2 separate regions of the Oryza sativa genome follow, and region 1 is linked to region 2. Evidence: chromatin contacts called from public HiCAR-type data. All regions are on one chromosome and are shown on one strand. The core of a region is the stretch at or near the end of the contact, and the rest is flanking DNA. Distances in the headings are between cores, read along the strand shown.

What was found. HiCAR-type assays count read pairs that join an accessible place to other places.
Region 1: a HiCAR-type map of leaf shows a contact between it and region 2, with 2.2 times the contacts expected there. The contact joins the promoter of LOC4329258 here to the promoter of LOC4329253 in region 2. A contact is called at or near these places in 2 of 15 Hi-C or Micro-C datasets (leaf and panicle) and 1 of 4 datasets of contacts at active chromatin or transcription factors (leaf).

The regions. Positions count from the first base shown.
Region 1 is chr2:14,963,864-14,966,563 of ASM3414082v1, forward strand. LOC4329258 (AT-hook motif nuclear-localized protein 24) reads left to right here and starts at 1,362. Exons shown (of 1, transcript XM_015768053.3): 1 at 1,362-2,700. The coding sequence starts at 1,731. The coding sequence ends at 2,681.
Region 2 is chr2:14,811,410-14,814,109 of ASM3414082v1, forward strand. LOC4329253 (auxin-responsive protein SAUR50) reads left to right here and starts at 1,309. Exons shown (of 1, transcript XM_015769468.3): 1 at 1,309-2,078. The coding sequence starts at 1,461. The coding sequence ends at 1,787.

The sequences.
Region 1 (2,700 bases), core at 112-2,611, 150 kb after region 2:
TGTGACCTCCATGATTAATTAGTTAGGGTTAGACTCCCCAGAACCAGCCTGTCCGAAAAGCTAATTTAAGGCACTGCCTGTTGGGTGGCTGGACCAGGCAGGCGCTGCATACCCGGCACGACAAACCTCGCAGGCAACAACTCCAGTTTTCTGCTCTTGGATGCCCACAAGAAGTTAAGCATCTATCATAGCATCCATGCCGGATAGAGTTAGCTACGTACTACTACTTCTAGCACTGTGTCGATTGATGGATGGATCATTAACCTTTCTTCCAAGGGACCAGCAGCTAGCCAGACGCCAGTTCCTTCTTCCTGGAATATCCCTGCCAAAGCATGAGCTGCTGTGCTGCTAGTCACTTTCATGCCGGCCGGCCTGCTGTTATGATTAGTACCAAGCGGTTTTTGGTTGGTTATACCGACACACACACACACACACACCATATATGTAAATCCATGCAGGGTGTTGTAAGGATGGAGGAGGCACAATTATGTCGTTAGGCCTTGTCACTTTCATGCATCCTCTTGAAGACTATTATTCTGGTGTAAGGTTAATCATGCATGCATATACTATATCCAAATTAGGATGAAATATATAGCAAGGAAACTAGGGATCTCTTACGAGGAAAACATATAGGAAATCATTGTTGCGGTGTGTGCAGGTGGACTTAGACCTCATGTTCGGCCTTTCTATGACAATCACTTCCTTCTGACGCTGCTAGTCTTATTGGAAATGCACAAGAACTGATCCATTCATTACTTATCATTGTGGACATATATGTACTTGTACTTAATCGTCACTGACACGACGGATATATGTACTTGTTGCGCGCTAGCTGTGATTACCGAAGAAGACGGCCAACAGTTGGAAACATTGCAGGTCACATCGTGCCCAAAACACCGAGTCAACACAGCATCTCTGAAGGAACCACACAACTTGAGATGATGTGATATTTGAGAGCAACGTACAAGTACACACAATTGAGAATTGAGATTACGCATCTGGTGACACACACATATAACTTGAGACATGTGATGATTGGGAACAACTTTTGATCACTACACATCCATATATACGAAACAATTTTTGTGGGGAGCGCACAAATCCAAGAGGGGGAGATGAAAAGGAGTAGCTAGCTAGCTAGTCTAGTTAGATGCCCTAGAATCAAGCAGCTGAGAAGTTGGTGGTTGACATGAGAAGTGCCTTGCCTCCCTCCTCCTCCCTTGCTTTGTTCGTTCGGCGTCTCTCTCTCCGCATTTTCTGTGTCTGGTGAGGGGTAGTAGCGGTGGTGGTGGTGGCGTCCCTCTCCTCCTCCCTCCCACCTATCATTATTCTAATCAAGCGGCAAAGTGGAGAAGAGAATTGGCCAGACCAAGCCAGGCAGGGTGCCGTCTTTCTTTCCCATCTTTTCCCCTCTTCCCTCTCTCATCGCGCAGCACAACACACACCACCACACCACACCAGTAGTAGAGCACCATGCATCCTCCTTAGCTTTCCTCCCCTTCCATCCTCCTCTCCCCCTTTGCTTTCCTCGCGACTGTTCCATCTCGTAGGTTTCGTCTCTTCGTCGGCCCCTTCCTTCCCACTTGAGACTTGAGAGAGATTTGTTCCTAGATAAGATAGAGGCCAAATAAAAAAGATCTTGGAGGAAAAAGAAAGCAAGTGAGTGGAGTGAAAGAGAGAGAGGAAGAGCAAGAGGGATAACCTAGCTAATTGATTGCTAGCTTGCAAGGATGGATCCGGTCACGGCATCAATACACGGTCACCATCTTCCTCCACCGTTCAACACCCGCGACTTCCATCACCATCTCCAGCAGCAGCAGCACCAGCTGCATCTCAAGACCGAGGATGACCAAGGCGGCGGCACTCCGGGTGTCTTCGGCAGCCGCGGCACCAAGCGCGACCACGACGACGACGAGAACAGTGGCAACGGCCATGGAAGCGGTGGTGACGGCGGTGACCTCGCGCTGGTACCCCCCTCGGGTGGCGGGCCGGACGGCGCCGGGAGCGAGAGCGCCACGCGCCGCCCGAGGGGACGCCCGGCGGGGTCCAAGAACAAGCCGAAGCCACCGATCATCATCACCAGGGACAGCGCCAACACGCTCCGGACGCACGTCATGGAGGTGGCCGGCGGCTGCGACATCTCCGAGAGCATCACCACGTTCGCGCGACGCCGGCAGCGCGGGGTTTGCGTGCTCAGCGGCGCCGGCACCGTCACTAACGTCACGCTGCGGCAGCCCGCATCGCAGGGAGCGGTCGTTGCGCTCCACGGCCGGTTCGAGATACTCTCCCTCTCCGGCTCCTTCCTCCCGCCGCCCGCCCCGCCGGAGGCCACGGGGCTCACCGTCTACCTGGCCGGAGGCCAGGGCCAGGTCGTGGGCGGCAGCGTCGTCGGCGCGCTGACCGCGGCTGGGCCTGTGGTGATAATGGCGGCGTCTTTTGCGAACGCGGTGTACGAGCGGCTGCCGTTGGAGGACGACGAGCTACTGGCGGCTCAAGGGCAAGCCGACAGCGCTGGGTTGCTCGCCGCGGGGCAGCAAGCGGCGCAGCTCGCCGGCGGGGCCGTCGATCCAAGCCTCTTCCAAGGACTACCACCAAACCTACTCGGAAACGTGCAGCTGCCGCCGGAAGCCGCCTACGGATGGAACCCTGGAGCCGGCGGTGGCCGCCCGGCGCCGTTCTGAGATGGATCGATTCCGCGAC
Region 2 (2,700 bases), core at 59-2,558:
TGGAGGGAGCTTCTGGCTACTGGAGATTCTAGGAGAAGCTGCAGCTGCTAGAAGCTCCCCCAAACAGATCCATAGAATGAATTAATTATTATAAAGTTGAAATTATATTTTAAACAGATTTTTAATAAATTCATATGTATATAAAGTTTTTATTAAAATTATATCGTTTAGTAGTTTGAGAAGCGTGCCTATCTATGTATTCTTTCATATGTACTTTCTATAAAGTTATATCCCACTAAGTCTAAAGCTCAACATGCAACCATATCACATTATCACCCACTAGTAATAATTACATATTCTTATCAAGCATACAACATCATCTACAATTTATTTAATTTTATAAATCAACATGTAAGTATATCTAATCATCACCCCTCACATCATTTGCACAATATTTTAACAAATCTATCATTTTTACAATATTTAAGATATACTTATCAATATGTTTCACATTAATACGGGGTATCATTTGTTTGTTTCATGATAAGCATTGATAAACCCTGATGTTTTATTATTTTTTTTCTCTTGAAAAACAAATTGAGCATTGTTTACTAATTCCCGCATCACCTAGTTTCTTTAAAAGGGACAGCCCAAAAGTGATTAATTTACTGTATTTGAAATATGGCATAAAGAAATGTTTTTTGGGAGCATTGGCTGCAACTTGCGAGGAGTACAAACAGTCGTACAGTGTTACGTACAATCCTCACCTACCATTTCCGGTCCCTACTGATCACCAGCCAGCAACCCCCGAAAAGCAGTACATTCCCAGATGCAATTTGGGAGTAGATTCATTGAACATCGCAGATTGGCAGTGTAGAGAACATGGTGTTTCGGAAATCCTGCAATCAGTATAGACAGCTAGTACTAGCTAGCCTTCTGTGGCCTGATAAACCCGCCCAAAAAAGGACCGTCCTGCCCGAATCAAAATCAATCATTCAATCAATTGACCGCGCAAGACAGAAAATCTCCCTTGTTATCCCTCTCTCCAGAGAAGCAGCAACCGGGTTAGTACAGTACGCAGCAACGGCTTCTGGCGTAGCAGGTGCCGGGACAACGTCCACATGCGCCACATACCGCCCTGCGCACCCGTGCCGGTAGGCCCGGTACACGGTCCCTACCCCGCCACGCTCCCAGAGGCCGCGAAACCGGAGTAGAGAAATCAGCCATATCCGCGGCGCGCGATCGGCGCCAGGCAGTAGCGTGGTAGGACCGTACATTCCACCTCGCGCGCGACCCACTAGCTACCAGCCTTCTACTACTAACACCCACCCGGCCGTGCCGCTGCCGCCGTGTGCCCGAGCGAGCCCACGCCCACATGCACCCGCGTGTCTCCCACCCTTCCCCCTTAAATACCACGCTATTCCGCAGGTGGCAGGTCGATGTCTCGCTGCTCGACGTACCACTACTACTGCTGCACGCACTAACCGTCCGGACGTCCGGTGGACATCGACCGGCGCCATATGGCGATCACGGGGTCCAAGAAGCCGGGGCAGCTCAAGCAGATGCTGCGGAGGTGCTCGTCCAGCCTCGGGATAAAGGGCGCCGGCGGCGACGACGATGGGCTGCCTGGGGACGTGCCGAGGGGCCACTTCGCCGTGTACGTCGGCATCAGCCGGAGACGCTACATCGTGCCGGTGGCGTGCCTTGCGGCGCCAGAGTTCCAGGAGCTTCTCAGGAAGGCCGAGGAGGAGTTTGGCTTCGACCACGACATGGGTATCACCCTGCCCTGCGATGAGGCCACCTTCCACGGCGTCCTCGCCTCCGCCTCTGCCACCTCCATCAGATGAGATGAGGCAGGCGCGCTTGCATTGCGATTTGTTGCATTGCTTGCTAGGGTAGAAATTGAGGCATGATCGTGCATGGATGTTGGCACATTCTTATTTTTTTCCTCTCCTCTCTAGCTAGCTTCAATTCCTATTGTAAGTTCGGCTGTGCTGTGATCGATCGAGTTGTGAAAATTCTCAGAGCGTGCTGCCATTTGGCTGCCCTGTGAGAACGATATTCCAACTTCCATAGATCGATCGCTCAAGTAAAAATATTGTGTTCCAGCCCAACGAAAAATAACATCATTTTCATCAGATGATCATTGTTTTTGTTTGGTGTACTGGGGCGCACTGATCAATCACATGGTGGACACCTGTTCTTGCTCTCTTATGTGTACTGGACTGACTGCGTGTCGCACTCGTACCAGAGTGACATCTGCAAACAGGCATCTCTCCAGATTAGGTTCTGTTTCTGTGTTTAGTTTGTGTGTTAAATTTTTTTAAGTATACGGACACATATTTAAAGTATTAAATATAAAATAATAACAAAACAAATTATAGATTCCACCTGTAAACTACATGTGAGACGAATCTATTAAGCCTAATTAATCCGTCATTAGCAAATGTTTACTATAGCACCACATTATTAAAACATGACATAATTAGGCTCAAAAGATTCGTCTCGCGATTTACATGCAAACTGTGTAATTGGTTTTTTCGTCCACATTTAAAGCTCTATGCATGTGTCTAAACATTTGACGTGATAAAAAAGTTGAAAGTTTGAAGAAAAAAGTTTAAATCTAAACACAGCCTGAAGCGAAAAGTAAAAGTGAAGATGATCAGTAACAGTCGAAGGATCTCTCGACTCCAAGAGAACTTTTGACTTCTAGCTGCTTCCCTGAAGTTTTTGTCGGTATAGCTTGTGGCTGTGCAAGCG